Regions from separate parts of the Mus musculus genome. Here regions 2, 3, 4, 5, 6 and 7 are each linked to region 1. A link is a contact called in public HiCAR-type, HiChIP or PLAC-seq, Micro-C and promoter capture Hi-C data. All regions are on one chromosome and are shown on one strand. The core of a region is the stretch at or near the end of the contact, and the rest is flanking DNA. Distances in the headings are between cores, read along the strand shown. Region 1 holds the start of Eva1a (eva-1 homolog A (C. elegans)). Region 2 holds the start of Loxl3 (lysyl oxidase-like 3). Region 3 overlaps M1ap (meiosis 1 associated protein). Region 4 holds the start of Hk2 (hexokinase 2). Region 5 overlaps Hk2 (hexokinase 2). Region 6 overlaps Hk2 (hexokinase 2). Region 7 holds the start of Pole4 (polymerase (DNA-directed), epsilon 4 (p12 subunit)).

Region 1 (3,846 bases), core at 344-2,843:
TGTGGTCCGGATCCAACCTGTGATCTCAAGCATGCCCAGGTGGCTGCAAACACAGCATGACGTCATGAATCCTTTGTGCTGCCTCTCCATCTGCCTGCTGATACAGCTGCCCAGTTATGGGGAGCGTGCCGAGTGCCTGGGTATGGAATTTGGAGTTGGTTAAGTGTGTGTATCTTTTACAGATAAGAAAAACTGAAGTCTGGAGAGGAGGCCTTATTCAAGTTCAGGGAGTAGTTTAGTGGCCGTCCAAAGCTAGAACTGGTTGCTCAAGGCACCGATGAAGCAAGACCCTTCCTGCCAGACCAGTAGCTTCTATAAGAGAAGACAACTGGTCTGTGTTTACATCAGGACCCTGAGATTGTTTTCTTTGAGGGAAAGCACTGCATTTCAAGGTTAAATAAAGCAAGCACTGTTTGGCCAAGTGTAGACTATGGCTCTCAGCCCTGGCTCTGTCAGATCAACTTTCAGAAACACACTTGGGGGACCCTCTTTAGACAAATTCAGTGATCGTATGAGTGGACCTGGGTTTCTTCTCATTTTTAAACCTAATAGCTTAAAGTCCAGCCAGGGCTCTGTGGTCTGATATATTCAGTCCACCATGCCACCAATGGTCTTGAAAGCAACATTTTCAAATAGCATCTGAATCCGGGCATTGGGTCAGAATGTAGACTCTCAGTGAGTCAGGTCCAGAGGGGCAGGAGAACAGCAGCTGTTTCTAGAGTATGCTTCTGATAGCAGTTCTCGAGGACACCTGGGATTCTGATGACCCCTTTTGGTCCCTGGTTATTCCATCCAATTTCTCCACCATCTGAGCCCTTGGTTTTCAGTTGCCCTGGTTCCCAGCAACACCCTTTCTTGGGCTGGCAGGGCGATCTCTTCTCTGTTCCCCTCCTTCTTCCTGTCTTTCACAGGGCTGGGCTGCACAGCCTGCCTGTCTGCCTGTCTAGACTGTCCTCTACCATTAAGACTGGTCCACTCCTATCTTTGCCCCAGTTACCTGTGCTAACTGCCGAGGAACAGGATGTCCTTTGGGGTCATTCTAGCCTGTTCTGCACCAAGCTCCTTGTGGCCACTGCATAAATACTCCTGTAGTTTAACAAAACTTCAAACCCAGGCAAGCAAGACCAAAAAGTGGTAATGTCTTCTGATACTAACGAACATTCCTTGGAGATTATGCATCAGACTTTAAACTCTCCACTCAGAAAAAAAAAAGAGTCGATCAAATTTAACAAAGTAAGTGGTTATTTCCTGTCTGGACTTGGGGTTTTAAAGCTGGCTCAACGAGTGCAGTCCACCAGGCAGGAATAAGCCAATGAGGGTTGGGGGTAGGGTTGGATTCTGCTTGCAGATCTGGGCTCCTTGCTGTAAAGAGGGAAATGTTGGAAGTTCGGGACAAGGTGGGGACCGCGGATGGGGAGATCATGTAACCCAGGGGACGGTGGGAAGCGCGGGGAGGCAGGCAAGAGTTGCCAAAGTTGAACTAAGTTGGAGCAGCCGTTCAGGTTTCGCGTCTCGCGGCGCCCACGTGGGGAAGGGGGCGGGGAGCGGGAGGGAGGGCAGGTCCGGAGCCGAGGGGCGGGGGTGGGGTGGGGTAGCGGGGGGAGACCGAAGGAAATGAGACAACCTTTTCCTCCCACGGACTCAGGCTCCTCTAGAGTGTGCAGGGCTGGAGGAGTCCAGAGGCTGGGTGTGCGCGTTCCGTGCTCAGCCCTGATTGGGGAGGGCCGCCCCAAATTGCTCTCCGGCGCGCGGGTGCCCCAGCCACAGGGCGCAGCAGCACACTGCCGTGCCCTTCCCTAGGTGATCTGATCCACTCCAGGCCCCCCTGCTCGGTCCCCGGAAGTACGCGCCAGTCGTCCTAGAGAAGGTAAGCTGCTTCCCCGAAGCGCGCTCAGGGCGCGGGGACACTCTAATTCTGCTGAGCGGGAACTCTTTAGTGCTCTTCGGATCCCAAACTACCGCTTTGTTTCCAAACCCCTGTCCAGGTGTTAGCACCGGTCCTGCCTTCTTCTTTTGCTTCTCCTTCCTTCTGGCGTCCCCAGCGTCTTGATCCTGTTTGGCTTGGTCAGACCACTCTTACCCTCTGCCTTGGGCTTTGGAGAACTCGTGAATTCCAAATCAGGGCGCTTCTCTTAGCTGCTCCAATCCCTGGAGCTTGGCTGAGCGGGCCAGTCGGCGGCGGCGGATTTAGGCTTGGCTGGGGATTAACCCACCTGAAGCCGGCCTAGCGAAGTACTTAGTTAACTCTTCTCAGAGCCACTGAACTATTGACACTTATTTGACGACCCCCGCCCCCCCGCGCGTCCCCAGATCCCCGAGATTGGAGTGGACCGTGGCGTTCTAAGGCTGTTGGCGCCCCCTAAAGCTTTAAATGTGACGCTCTGTTGCTGGAGAGGGACTCATCAGGTTTGGGGGTGAAGGATCCCGACGACTGGGGGTAGAGGGAAGAGATCTTTGCAGGGCATGAAGACAAACCAGTATGGCTCTGAAGCCGGCGAGACGGACCCGCTGGGTAGTTTCATTTTTGTTACTTAGTTAAACACCTTTTCCAACCTTAGGCCTGTGGCAGGAACTTCTAGGAATCTTGGCTTTAAAAATGGACAAAAGGAAAGGAGGGAGTAAGCGGCCTTGAGCCTCGCAGTTTGCAAAGGGTCCAAGCGTGAATTTGGATCCCAACAGGTCTGTGCCGCACACCCCAAGTCCAGCCCTAAAGATGGTTCCTCAGTCCAGTCTGAGCAAGAAATCTGCTACCTCCTGCCTGCTCACACTCAGGGAAGACCAAGCCTTTACCTTTTATAGCAAATACATCGCGATTCCGTTCAAATCCAAAGCGTTTATTTAGAGCCGGCTGCCGTCCTAGCTCACTGAAGAGGATACTACCCGGCGCCGCGCTCTCTCAGCCCCTCCCTCCCCTCCAGGCAGTGTAATTGTTAGTCTGCCACCGCGGGCCGGCTTGAGGTCAAGTCCGGTGTCAAGGAAGCCAGGGTCAGACCACCAGCCTTGGTAATGCCTTCTTGTGGCTGTTTTCTCTTCGGAAAAATAGTGGGGCCAAGAGTGTAACACACAGGGGTGGAGGTTGGAGGGGTTGGGGGGGAGTGGGGCGGCTAGCACTTGGGAGTGGAATCCGGAGGATCAGAAGCTCAAGGTCATCTGTGGCCACAAAATGAGTTTGAGTCCAACCTCGTTCCACAGGATTCTGCCTCAAAATACCAGAGTCAACGCCCCCCCTCCGATGTCAACCAGGAAGTAAAGATGGTGGAGCTTAATTTTAATTTTAGAGATATTTTATTTTGTATTTTGTGTATGTGTGTGTGTGTGCCACATGTGCTTTAATTGTGGCCCTTAAGGGAAGTCTGGTAATAGCTGGAGATACTTTTGGCCCTCACCCTGTGGGTGAGGGAGGATGCTGTTCGCTTGGTGGAATGCTCAGGAGAACCCTCTCCTCACAATACCTCTGGCCCATTACTGCTTGTGCTTTCATTGGGTCACCCTGACTTAAGGAACTGGCTCACAGAGAGTATCCCAACTCCCCTCCTTTCCAGATTACCCCAGCCCCTGTTCTCATATCCCCACCCCCACCTGCAGCCCCAGAGTCAGAATTCCACTGCTGGCTTCCCACCAGGCCGCTGGCCTGCCCCACACTTTTCTTGCTTCTCCATTGCTTACAGAAAGGACCTGGGTCTACAGGTGTCTGTCAGTCATTAACAGCAGCCCCTAGCCGGTCTCTTGAGGGGTGAGGCTTAATCTGTGACCTTGCACACCAGCTCCAGGCTTCCCTGCCCACCCTCAACCTCTAGCCCTTCTGCCATGCTTCCAACACATCCCAGTTCACCGATCCTCTGCTGT
Region 2 (3,846 bases), core at 504-3,003, 990 kb after region 1:
GCAAGTTAGGGACTCGGTTGACTCCAATCACTAGCTCCCCAAGGGCACCTCTTCAACCCACTCCATTCCTGCCAGACATCTACCTTCCCAGGTGGGGCTGTACAGCGAATTCTCCAGCATCTCCAAGGCAGAAAACTTAGGTTGGTTCTCCGTCTGCGCCAAAGCCCAGCCGCCTTTCTGCAGAAAAGGGAACATGGAAGAATTATATATAATTCTCTTGGGTCTAGGGTAGGTGCAAGAAGTCCAGTGCCTCTATAATAGCTCCATCCTCGCAGTGTCCCTTAAGCCCAGAGATGCCCACCCCCAGTCACTCACCGGAAAGGCGGTTCTGCATAAAGTCTGCACCCAGGCGGTGCTGGATACGGCGTCCGCCGCCAGCAGGTGCGAGCGCTGTGCGGTGTCCAGGCGGAAGGCAACAGCGCCGGGCTCAGGGGGACTCTCCACAGTCACCGGCACCACGCTCACACATTCAGCCAGGCGTATCATCTTGCAGTCTAGACGGCGAGAGCCGCCTCGACCCCCTCTAGAGCTCGACCCCTTGTGATCAAAGAATTCCAGCCGCGCCACGCCGTGAGGACTGGCTGGGTAAAGCACAGCCCAAGTTTTCCTCCACCTCTGGGAAAGAACGAAAGACTCGAGAGTGCGCGGTGGTAGCACGCGCCCCACAAGGAAGAAGAGACCCATGAAGGCCGATCTGAGTCTGGGGCTTCCCAGGCTGAGCTACTTTCCCAAAGATAATGGCATCCCAAGACCGCACCAAGGAGGGCACAGCCCGAGACTTTTAAGGGAACGTCTTGGGGATCTACAATTGCCCGCGCGCCGTTCCGACCTTCTTCCGGCCCCTTCCCTCTTTCTGGATTCTTTCACCCACTTCTAGTCCAGAGGGGTTTCGCCATCCCCCACGCCACAAACAAACTACCTTGGTCCCGAAGCGCTGACTCTGCAGAAAAAGCGGACCCTCCATCACAGCCCCGTCCATGGCCCAGGCGATTCCTTCCGCGCTTCCTGGCCCGGAGGGCTGGGGGCGGGGCGGGGCGGGGCGAGGCTGCAGGGTGCCGGAGGCGTGCCCGCCCCTCCCCGGCCCCTGCGGCGGTGATGGGGGAGCGGAGGGCTTGGAGGAAAACGAGCCATCAGGAAGAACTCAGGGAGAGCTCACTAAAGCCTTTATCTTTAGTGGTGCACACAGTGGCACCACTCAGGGAAGCGGTGATCACCAACCAGGGGCCCTAGTGCCTGGGGGGTGGAAGCTGAGAGTGACGACATATGTTTAACGTGACATCAGAGTGAAGGCCGTGACATCACCTGCAGGCACCTCGGGGGCGCCATAATGACCAAGGGAGCCATCGGGACAATAGTTTTCTTTGTGGGACCTTTTCTCATGGCCCAGCCCGGGAATTGGACTGGACTGTTGTTGATACTCTGTCTAGTTGGGGATGTGGAGGAACGGCTACGGGCTGGAAAGCTTCCCGTTGCCACAGGGGCCGTCCTGCTGTCCCGAAACCGTTTGCAAGTCAAGCACCCTGAATACGGCTGCCGGGCCTCCAACCTGCGGGAAAAGAAAGCTTCATTGAGCCGGGAGGAGTGGGAGGGGGTGGCGTGGCTGCAGCCAGCTCCACAGGGGAGGGGAAGATCTAGAGGAGGGAACTGGCCTGGCCGGAATGGAGGGAGAAAGCGGAATGTGGGAGGGCTCTAGGGGACGTGGGAGGGACCAACGAAGAGGGGAGAGGAAGGGGGGGTCCAGTCTCCCCTGGCCGAACACTTTTTTTCTGAGAAGTCCTGAAAGTAATCTCCAGGACCAGGACTCTGCTTCCAGCCTCTGGAGTTGTGCCTAGTCGAAGGTAGGGGAGTTACTGCTGGCCAGCGGGAAGAGGAGTTGGGGATGGAGAGGATGGTGGACCAGGAGAAACGCTGATTTGGGATGGAGTCGGGAAAGCCAACCAACTGACAGTTTTATTATTGGTCAAGGAGCGAAACAGAAGAGTGGAAAGCTGAGCAAACTGTTGGGGATGGAGGCTTCAGGGTGCAATTTGCAGGCCCTACGCTGAACACCAGGGCTTCGGAGCCAAATGCCCCCAGAACAAAGCTGTCTTGTCTGAGTTGGGGGAAGCAATGGAGGGCCCCCCTTACTGTGGAGGACTGTTTTCAGCCTCGGATAGAGAAGGCCTGAGCTGGGGAGCTAGCCCTAGCTTCTGGTTGCCCAGTGACAGAAAAAGAGGTGTTCCAGGGAGCTTGGATAACTCCATACCAAACCCTGCCCAGCTTGAAGCCTAGGTCTCCTGGAGTCCCTGACCCTGCAGCATATTTGCCAGCCCATGTGCTAGGGAGGGTGGCAGAAGGTTCTCCTACTCCGGTTAGCCTCGGCCCTTCCTGCATGGGCATCTGCCCCCATAGGAAACTGAAGAGTCTTCTCATTCATAGTGCTGAGATTTCCAGGGCTGGGCTCCCAGGCTCCCCTTGCCTGTGATGCCATCTGTCTGTCTAACTGCATGGGTCTTGCTGTCATTTCTCCTGTGCCTGCACCTTGGCTTTTATTCCCTCTCCTCATGGTTTTTGCCTCTCTGTGTCATTCCCCATTACTCTGTGCTTTGGTTTTTTTGGTTTGATTAAAACCATCTATCCATATTCAATGTGTCTCTCACCCCGTGCCTTTCTGTTTTTTCCCCTTCGTTCCCACAGTCTCCCTTCCTGTCACATCCTGTCTGGGTCGTCCTCTCTGTGTCTCTTCCCAATATCTCTGTTTACCCAACCCATCCGTAGACTCTCCATCTCTAACCCATACCCACCCCATGGATGAAAGTAAATAGAGATGATGGTGTTGGTGGTAATGATGGCCAAACCAGGGAAGGTTATGGTGGGACACTAACCACAAGTTATAAGTTTTATTATTTGCAAAGGGAAAGGAGAGTCTCCCTCGCCCCCAATCTAGGTCTCTAGGGCTGTGCCTGTTTTCTTTGTGTTCCTACCCTCATTCAGTGTGTGTGTCTCTCCTTCTCTGTCCCTTAGTGCCCCCCTCCTTGGGCCCCACCCGCCATGAGAGCTGTCAGTGTGTGGTATTGCTGCCCATGGGGACTACTGCTGCTACACTGTCTGTGCAGCTTCAGTGTGGGGTCTCCGTCTCCTTCTATCAGCCCAGAGAAGAAGGTAGGAAGCCAGGGGCTGAGGTTCCGGCTGGCTGGCTTTCCTAGAAAGCCCTATGAAGGTCGAGTGGAGATACAGCGAGCTGGTGAATGGGGCACCATCTGTGATGATGACTTCACGCTGCAGGCTGCCCATGTCCTCTGCCGGGAGCTGGGCTTCACAGAAGCCACAGGGTGGACCCATAGTGCCAAATATGGCCCTGGAACAGGTGAGCGATGCTCTGGACTAGCCCGGACATTATCTAAGTGCAGTTCAAGTACATAGAAAAGAACAAAACACCTTAATGGCACAACCAAAGGGACACGGGACACCAAGAATGGGCAGAATCAAGCAAACCCACAGATTATAAACCATCTAACATACTAATTTCAGGGCCATGTGACCTGAAGCTAGCCAGTACTCTCCAGGAGCCTCCAGTGTTCCATGTGTACAGTGAGAAGGGGGCTATGTTCTCTTCCACAAAGTGAGACTCCATAGAGCTATGCACAAAGACAGCCCAGTGCAGGGGAGCCCTGGGTGATCCAAGTGCAGTCGACTCAGTGATAATATGAGGGCAGGTGAATGGTATCCGAATGTCCCCTAGCCAGAACGGGTCATATACTACAGCTGACAAAATCGGGACCCAGGTCAGAGCTAAAACCAGCAAGCAGGAACTCATGTGGAACAAGTATGACAGTGCGAGGGTTGAAGCACAATTCTCTGGAGCTG
Region 3 (3,846 bases), core at 827-3,326, 950 kb after region 1:
AGCCACACCTCCTAATAGTGCCATTCCCTATGGGCCAAGCATTCAAATGCATGAATCTATGGAGGCCATGACTATGCAAACCTTCACAGGTACATATTATGGGACTTCTTGGGGGTGTTTAAAGCTTCATTGGTGTACCTTAAAGAAGTTATATTTGGATGGAAGGAACATGATGTTAGATAAAATATCAATATCATTAGAACAGAATTTAGTTCTCCCCAAAATGACCTGCTAACTGATTCCAATCAAAATCCTATCAGAGTTTTTTGTTGATTTTGTTTTGACTTGGTTTAGTTTTGAAACAGGGTCTCACTGTGTAGTTCTGGATAGCATGAACTTGTGGCAATACTCCTGCTTCAGCCTCTTGAGTGCTAGGATTACAAGTCTGTACTGCCACGCCCAGCTTCATTTGTTGATTTTATTCTGAGGCAGAGTTTTGCTTTACAAAGCCTAGGTTATGTGTAACCTAAGCTGCCCTAAAAAAATCACATTCTCCTATGTCAATCTCAAATGCTCATCATAAATGAGATTACAATTACTATACCTAGCTCACTTTTTAAAATTAATCTGATGAACTAATCCCATGCAAAGTGTATATGCACTCACACGCTCATGTGCATGTGCACATTGAAATTAAGGTGCATGTTAAAGCCAAGGGTGCAAAGATGACTCATAAAGTTGTTAAATAAGACAGTATTGGAGGGGCTGGAGAGATGGCTCGGCTGTTAAGAGCACTGACTGCTCTTCCAGAGGTCCTGAGTTCAGTTCCCAGCAACCACGTGGTGGTTCACAACCATCTGTAATGGGATCAGATGTCCTCTTCTGGGGTGTCTGAAGACAGCTACAGTGTACTCACATAAAATAAATAAATCAATCTTAAAAAAAAAGACAGTACTTGGGCTTATCATATGCTCAATCACACATCCTTTGTTTCATATGCATGATGCTCTGGGTTTAACACACAGCACTGCAGAAAATAATATGTAGTGTCATACTGACACAGGAATAGACCATTTGTCCTGTCCAGAACTTATTACTGAGCCCAGAAGCAGAAAGTCACATGAAAACATAATGTGTGGTGTGGCTGCCATGGAAAAACAATGAAAATAGATTAGTGTAGTTACTAAATCATGCTGGAACGATCATTGATCCTTCAGGAAAAAAGAGAAGTTGGATCTCTACTTTATAAAACCTAAATATGAGAGAGAAAACTTTTAGAAGAGAATGTATAAGAAAAAACTTAATGACTGTAGGTGAGGAGAAGGAAGAATTTCATATGAGACACAAAGTCTGCTAGCTACAGAAGACTGAAGAAGCATCCCTATAGTAAAATCAGAATTCCTGTTTGTCAGAAGACACCATGGAAAAGGGAGTCAGAAAAACCACACCTACAGCTCTCACTCAAGTAACCAGCGAGAAGTTGCTGTCTGGAATGCAAACGTTGTAACATCATCATAAAGTGGAGCACCACAGCTGAGAGGAACGATGCTCATGAATGTTTATACGGGGGGTGGGGGGTGTTGGGGGGGTGGGGAGAGGCAGGCCACTCATGGCATATAGAAGACTGTGCTTCTTACAAAGCTCCAGGAAGTTAAAGCAATGAAATATTACTTAAAGCAGTAACCTTTTTAAAAGAGAAAGAATGATAAGGAAGTTCAGCATAGCAAGGCTTCCTCTGAGGAGGAGGGAAGAGCACACAGACATGTCGTGCTATTCATGACATTCTGTATCTCAAGTTAACAAAAGAGATTCATGATGTCTGCTTATGGCTGAGCTTTTAGAGCTTACAAGGGCACACCTGATACGTCTTCATTTGCATACGATAAAATTTTTATACTAGTCTTCTAAAGAATGGATAAGTAATAAATATGCCAAAACTCGGGAGGTCACAGTGATCAATATACTTTGGCATCCAGACAGCATCTGTCCAGGTTGACAACCGTCTGCACTGATTGGGTATGTGAGTCTTGAAGCAGTTACAAATCAGCTTAACGAGGCTGTCAGCGAGCCTACAGTTCTCAGCCGTGTACACAAGGATATCAGGTTCCTTTGCTAAGTGCTCACAAACCATCTGTTTAAAATTTCCTCCTAGAGTTTACCAGGGATCGATGTCAAGATCCTTGGAAAGGCAGCCTATCCACATGTGTTCTCAGGAAATACCAAATGTTAACAATCCAAACAAAGAAGATGGAGATTCATTGCTCCTTAGAAGAGTCCAGAAAGAAGTAGGGGTAGGGGATTGGAGGGTCCCCTCTGTACTTTAAGCAGTTGTCAGACTCTGATGTCTTACAAAATAGGCCAGATGAGCAGCTGCGCATCGAGTTTGTCTTGGATAACTGCATTAAAGTCGTTTTCCTGTGGCATTAAGTCTAAATTAGAAGCTCTGTTGTGTTTGCTACCTAAAGATTTTTAACCCAGACAGACATGTGTTTCATTAAAAGAAGCCGTGATCTCAGAAAAATAGCATCCCCTCCTTTTATACTTAAATGAAGTGATAGGAATTTAGCAGCATATCTGAAATTACTTGAAAATGGCGATTTTTTAAAGTTTGTTCTTGCCGGGTTGAGGAATAGTCTACATACCAGAAGTTACATGCATTCAACATGTACAGCTCAGTGAGTTTTCACAGTCCTGTACCCCTACAGATCATCACCCCAGTCAAGATATAAAATCCTTGCATTGTGCTCAAAGGCCCCTCCTCCCCTACACACACACACACACACACACACACACACACACACTCAATCCCACCCTCCGCCCTTTACTTCCCATTTTACAAAAGTAGAATCATACTATATATATATATATATATATATATATACTTTTGTGTCTGACCTTTTTCATTCAGATGTTGAGATTTGTCCATGGTGTTTATAACAAGTCTTTATTGTTGAATAGTAATATTTTACATAAATAATTTGTTTAACTATTCACCTGTCAATGGACACTTTGGTTTTCTATTTTTGACTATGAGTAAAACTGGTATAAATGCCTACACACAGATCTTTCCAGGCATGGATGCTTTCATTTCTCCTGAGTCCTTATCATTTATCTTTTCTAATACATGTACTTTCAATTCATTTGTGGATTTGTATTTAAAGTATATTGAGCCAGGCATGGTGGCAAGGCCTTTAATCTCAGCACTTCATAGGCAGAGGCATGTGGATCTCTGAGTTCAAGGCCAGCCTATCTACAGAATGGGTTCCAGGACAGCCAGAGCAACACAGAGAGACTCTATCTTGAAAACCAATAAGAATAAGAATAAGAAAATTTGGGCTGGTGAGATGGCTCAGTGGGTAAGAGCACCCGACTGCTCTTCCAGAGGTCCGGAGTTCAAATCCCAGCAACCACATGGTGGCTCACAACCATCCGTAACGAGATCTGACTCCCTCTTCTGGAGTGTCTGAAGACAGCTACAGTGTACTTACATATAAATAAATAAATCTTTAAAAAAAAAAAAAAAGAATAAGAAAATTTGTTGTAGACAACATATTATTTATTTATTCTGATAACCTCTAAGTTTTACTTGGAATGATACTCCATTAATAATTATTTAAGTGTTGATATGGTTAGTTTCATGTCTATTGTTTTATTCTGTTGTTTGTTAATTCTGTTTGATTGGTCTTTTTTTCTCCTGCTTTCCTGCCTTTGAGGGGTGTTCAAATATTTGTAAGATTTGGGGCTAGAGAGATGGCTCAGCAGTTAAAAGCTTTTGATGTTCTTTCAAAGGACCCAGGTTCAGTTCCTGCAGCTACAACAGGTGACTTACAACCACTTGTAACACCAGTTCCAGGGGGTGTAACATTCTCTTCTGGCCTCCAACATCACCAGGATACATGTAGTATA
Region 4 (3,846 bases), core at 619-3,118, 730 kb after region 1:
GTCCCAAGATATTAGAGAAAAACCAACCGATAAACTCAAATCAGGTACCTCTCTCAAATCTGAGGTTCATCTGCCAGGGCCCTGGATACATCAAAAGCAACCGACCAACCTCTCCCACGCAGTCAGGACCAAGAGAAGAGGGGGGAGGGGGCTGGAACGTGGTCAAGGCACTTTCCCTAAAATTTGTTCCTGTGAGACACTGTAATTTCAAATGTGTAACTGAGCTCTAACACAAACCTCTGGACAGCACCCACCCTCGGCCCCTGCCCCATACTAGACCATTCCCTCTCCTAAATCCTGGACTAGGGTAGGAACCAATCCCGTAATCCTGGGTATTTTAGAAACTCAATTCTCCTGGGAGTTAGAGCGCTCCGGGCCTGGCTCCGGTCCACCCCCACCTCTCTAGCCCGAAGAGGAGAGTGAGGCTCCAAGCAGGGCCGGAGGCGCTTTCTTATGTAAATGGCGCGCCGAGAGAACTGGAGTTTGCCGGGAAGGCAGAGTGAGGTGGGCTCAGGAAGGTCAGAGCGACTAAAGGTTCATTTTCAGAAACCAAGAAAACAAAACAAAAACAAAAAAGAAAAAAAAGAACTCTGGGGATCGTGGGGTGGGAAGATGAGTCCATTCCGTGTAACTTTTAGTTCCAAATCAGAACATACTATCCAAAATCCGCCCTCAACTCGGCGGCCAGACACGGGGACGAGGCGGGGCGGTCCCCAGGAAGGTCTGCTGTGAGGGGGCGCCCCTTTCGAGCCTCAGTTCCGGGCAGTTCAGTTCCGGGGAGGGGGCGCGGCAGGCTAGTCTTTCTGCGCCCTTTCCCGCTCCTTCCTGGGTGGCTCTCTCCCCCACCCCACCCCCGATCCACCCCCAAGGAGCGCCACGAGGAACCGAAGGCCTCTTCAACACATCCTTAAATTCAAGAGGGCCGGGCCCCAGCTGCTACACGCTTCCACCCCGCCTCCTCCCCTAAGCAGGATTCTTCCCCACGTGCTCCTGCCGGAACTCGGGGCTGCAGAAGGGGGCTCCTCCCACGTGGGCGCAGCAGTCTCAGACTACGTGCAGGGCGGCCGTCCCATCAAGAAATTAGGGGCTCTAAGGGTGGGGAGGGTGCGCGCAGGTCCCGGGTAGGTGGGACTATCGATGGTGAGCGGTCGGGCCACGAGGGTGCCTAGCAGACGTGGCTTCTCGCGCGCAGGACTTTCCCAGCTACCCAGACTGGTTCCACGTCTCCAGCCCCGAAGGAGGAGGAAGCAGGTCCTCTGCGTGCTCCAGATTCCGGGAGAGCACGCAACTTGGTCCGAAGCGAGCCAGAAGCTCCCGCCCGTGCCGACTTACCTTCTGCACTTGGTTTTGGTTGAGCTCCGTGAATAAGCAGGCGATCATATGCGAGGCGATCATCTTGTTGCGGCGAGTCGGGGCCAAATAGAGAAACCGAGGCTCGAGCGCTACCGATGGAGCAGGCAGCGCTGTCCGACCGCTTTGAAACCAGGCCCGGGTGTCCGGCTGGGATCGAAGACTCCAGGAGCCACACAAAGAAGCTTAACCACGATGGCTCACCAGCTGAGGGCCTCAAGTTTCCAGAAACAGGGTTTTTTTTTTTCTTTTTTTCAATTTTTTTAATCACAACTACTAGAAGGTACCCTAAGTCTCACTCCTGCCGACCGGTCTAGCTGCTTAGCGTCCCGTCGCTAACTTCACTCACTGGGTCACTAAGGCTCAACTTCGGAAAAAAATGACAGTTCTGTTCCAATCCGGCGATCGCACCTATCAGAGTCACTGGCGTGATGCTCCTGCCCTCGGATCTCCAAAGCAGAACAACTCCGGGTAGCCTGTGGTGTCCTGAGACTCCAGCACTGGAGTTGGTGCAACAATGTGGCTTATTGAGGGGCTGCCGGCTCTTTGGGCCGCCCCGGACAGTGACGTGGATGTGCTCATTGGCTGCGGGAAGAGGGTGTGTGCGCTCTTCGGCTGTCCGCCCGCGGTCCACAGCCAATCAGCGCCTAGAGCCCGCGGGCGCGGCTGCTCCAGCACCCAAGCAGGCGGCGGGAGAGACGCGCCCGAGGCTAGGGGCGGAGCTGGGCGCCAGAGTTGGGACGTGTGTTCCGTGGCTAGAGCTCGGGACTCCAGGGCGCATGAGCCACCGCCGCGTCAGGCTCAGCTTCGGGTGGGGGGCGCGTGATCGCGGACCCAAGAGATGTTGGGCGACTGGAAAGACAAGTGATCGTAGCAGCACACGCCATAATCTGGTATCTGGGGATCATGTGAGGGGCTGCCACTGCCCTGTGACAAGTCTGAAGCACCGTGATTCTCATCTTAATTGTAGCTCAACGAGTCAGCGGATCCCTGAAGCTAAGCCATTACAAAAGTCAGCCCTTCTTAATATCACACCAATATAGCATATGGATTTTACTAACCCCGTTTTACAGATTGGGGAACTAGGCACTGTGCTGTTAGTGAGTTTTGCCCAAGGTCACACCCCTAACAAATGGTAGATGAAGACAGGAACACATCTTACTCTGAAATGCAATTCCCCCACCCCCGGTATATTATCCAGCCTTTCTTGAAGCCAGCAAAGGCTGGAGAGAAACTTTGTTTGTAGCTGGGACTGATAGATGGGAGGAGAAAGGGCACCTGTAACAGCTTGATCCTAGGCTCAAGTGGTGTGAAATGGTTTATAGATGCTGAGAAGAGCCCGCCTCGACCTCAGCTCATGCCTGACACCAGACTCTAAGTTGACATTTATGAGTAGACGCCATCAATATTGAAATAGCACCTCAGATGACATGAAGTTGGTGCTGGTGGAGAATGGAAAGCCAGGAGTTTGAAAGTTACATGGAAGGAAGATAAAGCCTACCATTTCCAAATAATCTCACTCCCCAAGCCCTCTCTCCACCTCCGGAGTGGCATGTGCCACTACTGGGGATCTAACATGGGACTTTGTGCGTGCTAGAAAAGCACCCTGCCCACTGAGGTACACCCCAGCCCTAAAAAGGCTCTGCTCCACTTTCTATGATGTGGTTCATCTATTTCCTCTCTGGGTGATCCCTCTTAGCGCCATCGTCAGCAGTTACACCATCCGCACACAGGTAACTCACAAACCTAATCTACAAGCGAGGACTTTCCCCAGGGATTCTGGCTTTCTTAACCAGCTGTCATTTGTCATCCCTGTGGAGGTGACTAGTGTCTCACACTTAACATGTACTAGGCTGAACTTCCCAGGGTCACCCCCCCCCCTTTTACCAATTGTCTCCACAAATGACGTCACCATCCATGGTTTTCTCCCTGCTCTTACATCTATTCACACCATCAGTGAACAGTTAGTCTAACTTAGCAAATCAAAGAGGCCAGACCCTCATAGCCAGGCCACCGATGACTCCACCAGAGCCTGTGTAATTTCACTTAGCTGCTGTTTTTAGGTACCTCTAGCTTGACCACTGTGATCCCTCGTTCACTCAGGAGCTAAAGAGACTTGTTTAAAATACAAACCAGTGCTTCATGTAGTGGCACACACTCGTAGTTCCAGTGATTCAGAGGTGGAGGCAGAAGAGTCAGGAATTCAAAGCCAACTTGGATAGCTTGATAGATACGCTAGGTAGGTAGGTAGGTAGGTAGATAGATAGATAGATAGATAGATAGATAGATAGATAGATAGATAGATAGATAGATAAGAGATAAGATTAGATTGGTTGATAGATATATACCAGACTGTCTTGGGGTGGTGGTGTCTTAAAACCATTGTTTTTCTTCAACTAAAATCCAAACTCCTAAGAGTAACTATTAGAAATAATTTTTAAGGCTGGACATGGTGGCACATGCCTTTAATCACAGCACTTGGGAGGCAGAGGCAGG
Region 5 (3,846 bases), core at 737-3,236, 720 kb after region 1:
TATGTTAGTAAAAGACTTTACAGTCATTTGTATAAAATGTACGATTAAAACTTATTTTGAGGGACTGGAGAGATGGCTCGGTGGTTAAGAGCACTGACTGCTCTTCTGAAGGTCCTGAGTTCATATCCCAGCAACCACATGGTGGCTCACAACCATCTGTAATGAGCTCTGACGCCCTCTTCTGGTGTGTCTGAAGACAGCTACAGTGTACTTACAAAACAAAACACCCCAGGGGATTATTAGAAGGTGAATGGTTAAGGGCATGCACTGCTTTCTTCCAGGGGACCTGAGTTTGGTTCCCAGCATCCACACTGCACAGCTCACAGCTACCTTTCACTGCAGTTCCAGGAACAGCGCCCTCTAGTGGCCTTCCAGAGCACTGCTCTCATGTGCTCAAACTCACACTCTAAAGCATATACATAATTATTAAAAAATAAATAAATAGAAGGGACAGGAGTAGTAGAATGTGCTATAATCCTAGCACTTGAGAGGCAGAGGCAGCCTGATCTACATAGCACATTCCAGGCCAGCCAGGGCTACTCAGTCTTAAAAAATAAACACACAAAAATGAAATTTGGAAAGAACTAACTAAATCCATCATGAATAGGCGAAATCATGTCATCCCCTGCCATCGGTTGCTACAGCAGTGAGAATGGAAGACGACCCCTAAAAGCGCCACAGTTGTTCTGATTGCCACCCAGCCACACATTGACCCAAGAAGAAAGAGAATGGTACGAGTCATTTCTGCTCTACAAGAATACCTTTCAGGTACAGGCAACAGGAGTTAGCATGAATCTTCTGGATGGAGAGAGGGTCAGCATACATGGAAGTTCACAGCATAGTTAAGTGTCAGCGTGTCGGTCTAGCATAACTATATAACATGGTACCAATTTATAGCTGCCAAAATATGTCACGTCAAAGTCAGCTACAGCATAGAGCTGATGCAATGGGGGCTACAGGCACCTAGCGAGTGTCATTGTCAAAGTTGTCACTGGGAGGGAACTGTCTGGTTCCTAGGCAGATAAGATTGTGCGTGAGTAACCTGGAGGGGATGGATGTGTCTGGGGCCAAGGAGATGCTGCAGCCCAGCCAAACAGCAGCAGGGGCCTAGGTTCAAGGGCCAGACAAGAGCGTCACCCTCCTGCATTGGATTACTCAGTGTACAGGGATAATGGGACTTCCAGTGGTGACGCTGGGGAAATCTTAACCTTAACTAAACTAGCCAAGTGGATTGCATTGGGCTGACTCACAGGACTCCCAGACCTCCTGGCCACCGAATGCTGGAAGCAGCAAACGGCCACGTGCTTCCAGCTCACCCACTAATACACAAGTAGATTCCCACATTCAGTTTCTGAACTGTCGCTTTAACAAAATCTATGCCCCTAGAAAGGGGCCTGCCCATATCTGCCCTACAGAATTATTTATTGCCAGTAGCCTCTGGGGACTGCACGAGAGCTGTGTGAGACTCTTATCTTTAAAAAAAAAAAAATCAATACAACAACAATCAGGTGTTTGACCCAACATACGTAAATGCCACCCACTATAGAGGGTATCAGTACAATCTCTGCTTAGGTCGCCAGCACCACATCATAAACCCCCTTAATTAGCTCGCTTGTGTGCTGCAGTTCACTCAAGCCTCTACTGCGTAGATGTTGGTAAAATACACAGCAACCAAGATAAGGGGCAGCTTGCACACAACCAGCCTATCACAGAGCTGGGCTCCCTTTATCACACCTCATGCTTGCATTATATGGCCCAGGATCACGCTCTAAGTGTATCATCTGCGTAAGCGTTATCTCCCTAAGGACAATTCTCACTCTTCAAAGGCAGGCCATGGGAGCTTGGCACACCACGGCCTCACAGATGGCTGAACCTAGGAGAGGATTTTGTGGATCAAACCCAATCAGAGTTCCCAAAAGAAGAATGAAGGCATTGTGTTAGTCATGTGGGAGGTACAAGGAAAATAAAACATGCTGTTGGCGGTGTGCTTCGGGGCTGGGCATTGGTTCGGGCCAGCCCGAGTTGACTGTCTCACCGCCTGCTTGCTACGGGACTGTTCTCTGAAAATTGACTCTCCTTTTCTGTAGAGTATCTACCACTGAGACCCTGAGAGGGCTTTAGCACAGAACTGTCTGTTGTCTGGTACACACGGTCTAGTTTCTGTTTCAATGGCCGTACCTAGTGCAAGGATGCTTGGAGTTTCATTTGTATCCAGTGACTTGGGGGGGTTGTGTCTTTCTCACAACTCATCATGTTGTGAGATCTGTACTTCAGTATGCTTATGTATGTAAGGGGGCATGCAGGACACCTCAGGCAAAGGTACACTTCCAGTATGGCGGCACTGTAAACAGGTGTAGAGCTGAACTGTCATATACACCACTTGTCACCTGTCACACAACCTATACCACCCAGATCTGCATGCACATGCTCACACTCGCACACCTGGTAACTTTGGCATCTTCATGTTTGACTCCTGGCCTCAGCCTATCATCAGTTGTGTGAACTTGGGCATATTATTTGACCATCCCAGCTTCATATTTTAAAAAAGGAGGATAAAAATCTCTTTAGGGGCTGGTGAGATGAGTCTGAGGAAAATGTACTTGCTGCTAAACCTGACAAGCTGAGTTCCACCGCCCAGGACTCCCATGGTAAAAGGAGGAAGCTATTCCAGCAAGTTGGCTTCCAGACTCATTGAAGTGCACACATACACACACACAAGGAAAGAAACGGAAACATATACCTCATCAAAGTTCTGTTTAAGTAAATGAATTGGAGCTAGAGATGTGGCTCGGCACTAATGCGTTCTTACTGCTCTTATTTATAGAGGACCCAGGTTCGATTCTCAGTACCCACTGTGTGGGTCACAGTCTGTAACTCCAGTTCAAGTGGACCCAACGCCCTCTTCTGACCTCTCAGAGCTCCTAGATACACACGGCATACAGGCAGGCATGCAAGCAAAAAAATACTCACACATAAAAACATAAATAAATCTTTTAAGCTTACGAGGTAGGTAGGTGCTCAGGGCAAGCCCTGGCTCCCACAATGCACTTTTTCAACATTTGAGGTGCTTACTTAGTGAGATACAGGCTGCCCTTCAGAAGTTGATACATTTATCAGAATGTCACACTGAAACACAGATGTGGTATGGCTTCCAGTCAGAATGAGACAGAGCCAATCTAGAGGGCACTGCAGAGCTCACAGGGTCCCCTCTCCCCACTTCAGGGGACTCTTTGAAGGTCTGGGAACACACACATTCATGAACAAGGACACATGCTAAGTGCTGGGCCAAACAGGCCACAAGGCTTCAACAAATATTCTTTCTTTAGGAACTGTACAACGTCTTGTTAAACCAGATCCCAGAGACTCTCAAAAGTTGTTCCTCAAGGGCACGCAGGGATCCAAGGTCAGGTTCCAACACAGACCCGCCTTCCACAGCCCCTGGCCGGCTGCTCAGCCCATCCCTCAGGCTCTCAGTCTGCTTCTTGAATCTTCCACTGGCCTGAGCTCACTCTCTCCCTTTCTCCCCAGATAAAGACCTCACACTAGTGCCCCCCACTGCTATGGACCCCACAAATGCCAGTCTAGAACATGGTTGTCGCTGTGGCAAATGAATAGGCTCTACCAATAACAGGTTGCACCTCTACCTCCAGGGATGCTACCAAAGCCACTGTGCAGGTTCAACCTCCTGGCATTCGCTTTGAGAGTTCCCTGTCCATCAAAACCCCCACCCCACCCCACCCCACTAGGCCATGACTATGTCTCCCATGTACCCAACCTGTGCTGATGAACTCACATGGGTGTGGAGATTCTGTTCATGCCCTCAGACACTTCCATCACCTCCACCAT
Region 6 (3,846 bases), core at 725-3,224, 700 kb after region 1:
CTGGCAGTTAAGAAAGCAACATCTTCATCACCAGATCCGAATGGGCCCATCTGGTGGAACGCCACAAGTCGGCCCTTCAGAACATGAGGAATGCCAATACAGTATACTTAAAACTCTCTAAATGTCACATCTGAGCCAAGACAAATGCCACCTAGGGTACAATTCTGGAAGAGAAGCAGAAGTAGAGGGACTCTTCAAAGAAAACTGAAGTCAGGGAAAGTGGAATGCCTGCAGTCCCAGAACCTGGGATGTGGAACTTGGGAAGAGGATCAGGAGTTCAAGGCCAGCTTTAGCCACACTGTGAGTTTAAACCCAACCTGGGCTATATATAAGACCCTGAGGCAACCGAACACGTTCCTTTTCCCTCTTAAAGGTGATCTTTGAGGGGTGCTTGAATGGAGCTAGGCCCCATATTAACAGGCTACCTAACCCTAGCTTCTGCCTCGAGAGCCGGTGCCAACCATGAACCATCACGGACCAGAAATTTTTTATATGGAGCCAAACAGGAAATACATGTAGACCCAACTAATGTAGTATTTGAGAGCTGCCTCTGGAATGCAGATTCCTAGGTCTGAATGTCAGCTGACACTGGTTGTATGAACTTGAGCGAGGCTCTCTTGGTTTCAGTTCTCAGCCAAAGAGCAAATTTTTAATAGACAAAAAAATTGGTTGGTCTGAATGTCTGCACACACGAACAATCCTAGCATAGGTTGATTCAAGGTGGTCCTGTACAGCATCCTGGACTACATTTGAGGCCAGCCTGAGCTACATTAGACCCATTTCATAAAGCAAAACTAATGGGGCTGAAGAGAAACTTTAGCAGTTTAGAGCTCACACTGTTCTTGCAGAGGTTCCAAGTTAAGCTCCTAATAAGCACATCAGGGGTTTCCCAACTCCCCCTAACTTCAGCTCCAGGGGGACTGGATATCTTTTGGCTCACGACACACAGCACACACACACACACACACACACACACACACACACACACACACACACACGGGGCGTCGATGCCACGTACCTGTACCGTCTGGAGTGGCACACACATAAGTGGGCAACATCTTCACAGGGGCGGCCTCATGCGTCTCCTTGCTCAGACCCTGCTCCATTTCCACCTTCATCCTTCTCTTAACCTCCAGCAGCTGTTCATGGCTCAGCTTCAGAGACTCCAGGGTCTTCTGGCGGGCCCGGTGTTGGTCAGCCAGACGGTAAGCCACCGCCGTCACCATAGCCGCCCCCTTGCCGCTGCCATCCTCAGAGCGGAGGAAGCGGACATCACAATCGGGCACCAGCCTCCTCACTGCCTTATGGAGACGCTTGGCAAAACTGTGACACACAGAGAAAGAGACGGGTGTCCATGGTTACAGTCTGTGGTACAAATGGCCGCAGAGCTGACCATGGCCCCTGCAGAAGCAAGTGGTGTCTGTATCTCCTCTCTCCATCCCTCCCCCACCCCCATCTTAGGGTGACTAATATAAAGGCCCAGCTATTCAATCATGGCTGCCCTAGCTGGCTTCCCCCGTGAACGCAGTCACACAGACCCACTCTTTCTCATGGAACAAGCCTCAGCTCCTCTGCTTAGCAGATGGAGCCAGCCCCTGCCAGGGCAGACGACGGGAATCAAATGTTTCTGATGCCCCTGGAGATCCAGGCTCACTTCATCTGATGGCCCCCAGGAAAACACTCAACAATGACAACAAAAGCCTACGAGTATCTTTCTCTGGACTCTGGCCTTTCTCTTTCCAGTTCCTGCCAATGGCCTCAGAAGCATCTGAACAACTGGAGACAGTGAGAATGTTTAATTAGGGAGAAGCTCTTGGGTGGCGGCCCCCTGCAGCTTCCACGGAGCGCAGACTGCTGCGGACAGCACAGCCCAGCCCAGCAATTCCAAGGCTCCTCTCCCAGACCACCCACACCCACACAGATAGCAAGCAGCCTCGCGGCAGGCCAGTCACTGTAAAAGTCAGCCTCACCCAGTCACTGAGCCAGAACCGGCCTCTTAACCACATTCCCAGGTTATCCATGTTCCTACAGCCCTGGGCTAGAATGCTGAAGATGGATCTCAGAGCCAGATGGCAGCCACCAGCTCAGTTAAAGGTGCCCTGACCTGGCACTCACACTGAGAAAATGACAGAAAAATACGGGAACACAAAAGACCTCTTCTGGATCTCAGGTGAGATATGAACAGTTTGGAATAGACGAACAAAGGGACATGACAGGGCGGGAACAATCCGACACTAAAATCAGGAGAGGCTGGCGTCTTCAAGGTTGGATGGCCACTAACAGAGGGCATGGTACCCACATGAACCAGTCAGAGTAATGGAAGAACAAGGAATGAATCAGTAACTCATAAAAAGAGGGAGGTGGCCCGGGATGATGTTGGGTTGTGAGGACGTGCTTGCCTGCCATGCACAGAGCATTCAATGGCAAACTCTGCAGAAAGGTGGTACACACCTGTGATCCTAGAACTTGGGAGGCGGGGACAGACAAGAGGATCAGAATTTAAGTTCGCCATGGGCACAGATTGAGTCTAAGGCCAGCCTGGGAGGGACTAGAGGACAAGCCTGTCTCAAAACAGAGCGGAAGAGGAGGCAGCAAGCCAAGGACTCAGCAACCAGGAGCTCTAAACAGAGGGCAAGCCATCAGCTGCCTTCAGAAAGCAATCCCACTCATACCAAGTGACTGGAGAACACTTATGCTGTCTGGAAAGCAATACAGAGCTGCCTCATGGAGTCTCCAGGGGACCCTTCTGTTCCCAGCCCCGGCTTGCTCACTCACTGGGGATGTTTCTTGTAGACAGAGCCATCCACGCCGATGGTGGAGCGGAGTCGCTCCTCGCCCTTGTTCTCTTTGATCCGCCACAGCACCGCGGCCAGGGTGGCTGCACACAGGCTGGCTGAGCGCGTGGACACAATCTGGCAGATTCGGTGCGTGGCCACACAGTCCTCCTGCAGCGGGCTCAGACCCAGGCGCACCAGGATCTGGTAGGCCTTCTGAATTCCGTCCTTATCGCTGGGAAACAGATAGGGTGTGAGCAGTGTTGAATTCACTGTGGCCAGCAGTTCAAGGCTCCTCTCCCAGACCACCCACACCCGAGTATACACACACACACACACACACACACACAGAGGGAGGTCTGCTTTCTGTCGGCACTCTTTTATTTTCCACAAGGAAAACCTCGAAGTTCCTTTGTGTGTATCTTATAAAGACAAGACCCTGGTTTCGCCGCTGCAAATGGGGAGCAAGCGAGCATGTGGGTTCCTGCTCTCTGTTCCCCTCAAAGTATATGAATGGCAACCTTTGAGTACTTGAAGCCAGTGTGGACCCTACCTGTTGGCTCTCTGCAACGGCAAAAGCCAGTCTATGTCTGAAGACACGGGAAAAGGCTGGAGGTAGGGCCTGAGCCTCTCCTTGAGGAGCCCCATGCCTCTATATCACGCGCCTTCATCTCCCTTTGGGCTTAACAAAGGGCAGGCAGAACTGCTCCGAGGGTCCTCGTTAGCAAAGTTCTTTGAACTATTTCATTGCCCTTCTTTGCCACTAAAACTACTTCCTCGCTCCATCACGTCCCTGAAACTATAAGACCCCCTTCAATCAAGTAGAAATCTCAAGCGAGAACAGCAGATCTAAATCTTTGGAACATTGTTTAGTGAAAGCCTTTGCTCCCATTCCCGAGCTCACTGGGAAAAGCAAACCCTTGGCAAACACAAGAGCCCGAGTTCAATCCCCACAATTTATGTCTAAAAGAGGAGGTGGAGGCCGGTGGGCCCTTGGAGGCTCAGTAGTCAGTTAGCCTAGCTTACTTAGTAAATTCCAGGCCAGTGAGAAGTCTGTCTTAAAGGTAGACAC
Region 7 (3,846 bases), core at 762-3,261, 610 kb after region 1:
GCAAGTAGTTCTAGGATCTCTGCGAATTCAAGGCCAGCTTGGTCTACAGAGTGAATTCCAGGAGAGCCAGGGCTACACAGAGAAACCCAAGTCTCAAATAGAGCAAAAACAAAACAAAAAAGTGCTTGCTGCTCTTCCAGAAGCCCTGTTCACAGCACCCATGTTTAGCAGCTCACACTACTCTTCTGGCTCTTATGGGGGTACCTACATACATTTGGCATATAGAAACACACATACACGTAAATAAAAAGGAATCTTAAAAAAAGTTACAAATTGTTTCTAATTCTTAACATTATAAAGGAGCAATATTAATATTTAGTTTGGAGATATAAACAGGATTCAAAATCTAAATCCAATTCTACTGGTAATTTATATACTCCCTCCTTCTTCTTTTAAGCTTGCAATTTCCCTGTAGAATTTCTAATTCCCCAAGAATGGAAAATGTTCCTTTTTTTTCTATCAAAACAGGGAGAATTGCTGCCATGTATACAAAGGAAAACCACACATCTGTTTTATAAGGTTTTATAAGGTTTGAAGCTCACATCATCAACAGAGAAATAGTCTGTGCAGGCAGTGAACTCACCTTCTAGAAAAGCGAATTCATCCACAGCTTCTATTGCATTATCTGAAACACAAGGTAAAGGGATACTTGATTGGCTCTTGCCATTCAGACATCAGACCCAACATGGAATTTTATGCAAATGACATCACTTACAAACTGTAACCCAGAGGTCCTAAGATCCATCTTTACACTCACTATTCTTTTAACTGTCTCACCTCAAAAGCCAGCGAAAATGCTGTTCAAGGCATCCTACAATCCTGTCTTATTCCAAAATTCACTTTTCTCTCTACTCTAAAGACACTAGAACAAGGCCGGGCGTGGTGGTGCACGCCTTTAATCCCAGCACTTGGGAGACTGAGGCAGGTGAATTTCTGAGTTCGAGGCCAGCCTGGTCTACAGAGTGAGTTCCAGGACAGCCAGGGCTGCAGAGAAACCCTGTCTCGAAAAACAAAAACAAAAAAAAAAGATACTAGAAAAAGAGTTTGGCAGCATAGAAGGGAATGAGAGGTACAGTCTCTAAAGGCTTACACATGTGGAAGGGTTACCAGGTAGACAAATAAACCAAAAGCCAAATTTCCCCTTGCTTCAATGATGCCTTGTGAAACAGCTATAAGAAAGCCCAGCCCATAGCTCCCCTGTCCACCCTGGGGTACCACAGCGACTCTACCCAAATCTCTCCTCTGGAGAGTTTTCCTCTTTCCTTGTTGAGCACAGCAGTAGGCATCTTTTGCGATAGTCTCCACGAACAGTTCCTGCAACAAAAAAAAAAAAAAGCAAGCAGAGATTAGTGGACTCTAGCCCACTGAGATGAGCAATCCTGTGTAGACGTGGACAAGAAGGGTAAAGGGGGAACTCTACCACACAGGAAAGTTCTAGAAGCTACCATTGTACTGAACTTATGAAAATACTTCTGCTATCCCTCTCCATAGCTCCAATCCCCCTGCTCTAATATCTCCAAATCCACCCTACTCATTCATTAGGATCCCCTTCAAGTTCTGTGTGAGCCGTGGGAGCCATGCAAACTAAATTTGCGTGGGTCCTCGTGAAGAGGAGAGTGGCTAACCAACTCAAACGGGGCCCACAGAGGCCTTCCTAGGTCTCAGTCAAGTCAGGTCGGCGTACCAGGGCCCGCCACGCCCCCTAGCGCCACGCCCCCTAGATGCCACGCCCCTTTCCCCGACCCAGGCGCCCTTGCTTCCCCGTCGCACCGCGGCACGCGCCAGGATAAAGATGGCTTCCTGTCCCGCCAGCGTTACGTCAGGGTCTGCCTTCACCAAGGCCTTTACTCTCGCCAGAGGCAGCCTCGAGAGGCGAACTCCCCCGGGTGCACTCGTCGGGGCTTGGGCCTGCGAAGCCGCTGCCTCCCCTCCGGGAGCCTCTTCCTCTCTGGGCGTCCCGCTCCCAGCAGCCGCCGCTGCCGCCATCCCCTCCCGAAACGTGTGGCGCGCGGTCGCTGACTGAGCGCGCGCACGCGATTTCGGCCCCTTTCCCGCGCCGGGTAGAGACCACGCCTCTCCGTGTGGGCGTGGCCCCACCCTCACTAGGCGTGGCGCGCCAGAACCGCCCCCTCTGACTCCGGGGTCTGATGTACTCTTCCGGGCGGCCACAGCCTGGAAGCGGCCGGGCGTGGCCTAGCTGAGCCGGAAGTCCGGATGCTTCTCTAGAGCCTCAGTAGGTGCTGAGTTTAACCTCTAGGCCAACAGGAGGGGAACCCGTGGGTGTCCCCACAACGCTGCCCCGCGCAGCGACAGACCCGGGCCAGCGCCGGGGATCATGTTTTAGGTGGAATGGGACGTTTGACGGGCAGAATTGGAAGTGCGGTTTAGTGGGAGGAAACCACTGCAAAAAAGGCGTGCAGACACGGAGAGCAAGTTTTGTCTGTGGTTGGTCAAACAAGGGTTAGCTCAGAACACTGATCTCCTTACTCAAAACAACAAAACTAAAAACTGTGTTCTCTAGGAACATTAATTGCATAGGGTTTATGTTTTAAAATACTAGTATGTAGTGTTGGCAAAACATTATCATGACAAGTAACTTTTCAAAAACAAAAATTGGCGGGGCGGTGATGGCACACGCCTTTAATCCCAGCACTTGGGAGGCAGAGGCAGGCGGATTTCTGAGTTCGAGGCCAGCCTGGTCCACAAAGTGAGTTCGAGGACAGCCAGGGCTACACAGAGAAACCCTGTCTCGAAAAAACCAAAACCAACAAAACAAAACAAAAACAAAAATTGATGAGAAAAAAATTAATGTCTCCTTTAGAAAACAATTTGATCGTCTAGCTGCTTCTCAACATTTTACTATCTGTTTTTTTGCATAGTTATGGAAAATTCCACTGCACCTTCTTGAGAGAATGAGAATGACTAAGATTAAGATAACTTTTACCAGGTGTGGTGGTGCACGCCTTTAATATAAGCACTCAAGTAGCAAAAGCACATCATGCTCTTTGAAACCAGCCTGGTGTACAGAGGGAGTTCCCAAGCCAGCGAGGACGACATAGTAAGGCCCTATCTTTAAAACAGAAAATCGCTTTGACCTCGCCGGCCTCTGCAAAGGATCTCCAAGAAGCCTCTCCCTGCCTCTTCTTACCTATGAGTTCTCATACCGAACCAGAGATCTGGCATGGAAGTGTGGCAAATATTCGCAATAGGCAAGAGAGACAACTCAGTAAAGTGTATGCTGCTCATCAAGGACCTGAGTTCGAATCACCAGAACACAGTAAAAGGCTAGTGTGATAGAACTCCTGTAACTTCTGCACTAAGAGAACAGGATTGCTTAAGTTCTTTGGCCAGCTAAGCTAGCCGAACCAAATCAGTGAGCTTGTGGACCTTGGGCCTTTATACCAACAAATGCATCCAACACACACTAAATTTTTAATATAAGGCATAATAAGAACACTGTGTACCTAGTTAATTGCTTTATATAAATATTAATGTTTAGTCATAATGCCTGTACTATTGATGCAGGTAAGTAATTTTATTTACAGCTATGAGTGAGCCACAGACTGTTCCACAGTGTACCTGTGGAATAAGGGGAAGCCAAGGGCTCATTGCATAATAACCTGAAATCATTTACTTCCAAATTTAAGCAATAAACTTTAACTGGGTCTATACACAGAGGCCCCACTGGAACAAAATGAGTTTTGGCCAGAATTAAAAGCTCCAGGGGAGGAGCGATGAGTTACATTGTACCAGAGTTTTCCTTAGGACCTTTGTCTTGAGTGCTCTCTACTGTGTACTTAAGAAAAAAAGAAAAAAAAAAACCAAGAAACTTTATTCTTATTGGTT

Evidence for each region. Promoter capture Hi-C pulls out the DNA fragments that hold promoters and counts their contacts. A called contact is a pair of places that touch in the nucleus more often than the background predicts. HiCAR-type assays count read pairs that join an accessible place to other places. HiChIP or PLAC-seq counts read pairs in DNA pulled down with a chosen protein or histone mark.
Region 2: an H3K27ac HiChIP or PLAC-seq map of extraembryonic endoderm stem cells shows a contact between it and region 1, with 4 times the contacts expected there. The contact joins the promoter of Loxl3 here to the promoter of Eva1a in region 1. A contact is called at or near these places in 2 of 39 promoter capture datasets (cranial neural crest and maxillary cranial neural crest) and 1 of 115 datasets of contacts at active chromatin or transcription factors (extraembryonic endoderm stem cells).
Region 3: a contact with region 1 is called in a promoter capture Hi-C map of cranial neural crest. The contact joins the enhancer-like site here to the promoter of Eva1a in region 1. A contact is called at or near these places in 4 of 39 promoter capture datasets (the 3T3-L1 cell line, cranial neural crest and maxillary cranial neural crest), 1 of 484 Hi-C or Micro-C datasets (cortical neurons) and 1 of 115 datasets of contacts at active chromatin or transcription factors (extraembryonic endoderm stem cells).
Region 4: a contact with region 1 is called in a Micro-C map of embryonic stem cells, with 6 times the contacts expected there. The contact joins the promoter of Hk2 here to the promoter of Eva1a in region 1. A contact is called at or near these places in 1 of 39 promoter capture datasets (cranial neural crest), 1 of 484 Hi-C or Micro-C datasets (embryonic stem cells) and 7 of 115 datasets of contacts at active chromatin or transcription factors (embryonic forebrain, embryonic stem cells, extraembryonic endoderm stem cells and 2 more).
Region 5: a contact with region 1 is called in an H3K27ac HiChIP or PLAC-seq map of extraembryonic endoderm stem cells. The contact joins the enhancer-like site here to the promoter of Eva1a in region 1. A contact is called at or near these places in 2 of 39 promoter capture datasets (cranial neural crest and second pharyngeal arch cranial neural crest) and 8 of 115 datasets of contacts at active chromatin or transcription factors (differentiating embryonic stem cells, embryonic hindbrain, embryonic midbrain and 5 more).
Region 6: an H3K27ac HiChIP or PLAC-seq map of embryonic stem cells shows a contact between it and region 1, with 2.6 times the contacts expected there. The contact joins the enhancer-like site here to the promoter of Eva1a in region 1. A contact is called at or near these places in 5 of 39 promoter capture datasets (the 3T3-L1 cell line, cranial neural crest, frontonasal cranial neural crest and 2 more), 8 of 115 datasets of contacts at active chromatin or transcription factors (embryonic forebrain, embryonic hindbrain, embryonic midbrain and 4 more) and 1 of 9 other capture datasets (embryonic stem cells).
Region 7: a contact with region 1 is called in a HiCAR-type map of astrocytes, with 4 times the contacts expected there. The contact joins the promoter of Pole4 here to the promoter of Eva1a in region 1. A contact is called at or near these places in 13 of 39 promoter capture datasets (the 3T3-L1 cell line, 3T3-L1-derived adipocytes, cranial neural crest and 6 more), 2 of 484 Hi-C or Micro-C datasets (nephron progenitors and uterus), 13 of 115 datasets of contacts at active chromatin or transcription factors (astrocytes, embryonic basal ganglia, embryonic forebrain and 9 more) and 2 of 9 other capture datasets (embryonic stem cells and pancreatic islet).

Annotation. Positions count from the first base shown.
Region 1 is chr6:82,040,035-82,043,880 of GRCm38.p6, forward strand. It overlaps Eva1a (eva-1 homolog A (C. elegans)), which reads left to right and starts at 1,594. Exons shown (of 3, transcript NM_145570.2): 1 at 1,594-1,867.
Region 2 is chr6:83,032,452-83,036,297 of GRCm38.p6, forward strand. It overlaps Loxl3 (lysyl oxidase-like 3), which reads left to right and starts at 1,754. Exons shown (of 14, transcript NM_013586.5): 1 at 1,754-1,838; 2 at 3,004-3,346. The coding sequence starts at 3,031. Dok1 (docking protein 1) reads right to left here and starts at 1,020. Exons shown (of 5, transcript NM_010070.4): 1 at 920-1,020; 2 at 316-615; 3 at 84-177. The coding sequence starts at 979.
Region 3 is chr6:82,985,580-82,989,425 of GRCm38.p6, forward strand. The region is part of intron 4 of M1ap (meiosis 1 associated protein); the gene reads left to right. Among named protein-coding and RNA genes, the nearest start is that of Gm32644, 35 kb to the right of the region's middle. Within about 2 kb of position 2,077, at least 22 of the 459 cell types and tissues checked have an H3K27ac peak or open chromatin away from gene starts, as enhancers often do.
Region 4 is chr6:82,772,586-82,776,431 of GRCm38.p6, forward strand. Hk2 (hexokinase 2) reads right to left here and starts at 1,869. Exons shown (of 18, transcript NM_013820.3): 1 at 1,333-1,869. The coding sequence starts at 1,395.
Region 5 is chr6:82,755,200-82,759,045 of GRCm38.p6, forward strand. All of the region lies in intron 2 of Hk2 (hexokinase 2), which reads right to left. Among named protein-coding and RNA genes, the nearest start is that of Hk2, 17 kb to the right of the region's middle. Within about 2 kb of position 1,987, at least 22 of the 459 cell types and tissues checked have an H3K27ac peak or open chromatin away from gene starts, as enhancers often do. A contact at or near this core is called in extraembryonic endoderm stem cells and trophoblast stem cells, where this site is marked.
Region 6 is chr6:82,735,512-82,739,357 of GRCm38.p6, forward strand. Hk2 (hexokinase 2) reads right to left here. Exons shown (of 18, transcript NM_013820.3): 9 at 2,776-3,009; 10 at 1,019-1,323. Among named protein-coding and RNA genes, the nearest start is that of Gm32480, 22 kb to the left of the region's middle. Within about 2 kb of position 1,975, at least 24 of the 459 cell types and tissues checked have an H3K27ac peak or open chromatin away from gene starts, as enhancers often do. A contact at or near this core is called in embryonic stem cells and hippocampal neurons, where this site is marked.
Region 7 is chr6:82,650,854-82,654,699 of GRCm38.p6, forward strand. Pole4 (polymerase (DNA-directed), epsilon 4 (p12 subunit)) reads right to left here and starts at 2,012. Exons shown (of 4, transcript NM_025882.3): 1 at 1,771-2,012; 2 at 1,230-1,314; 3 at 584-625. The coding sequence starts at 1,986.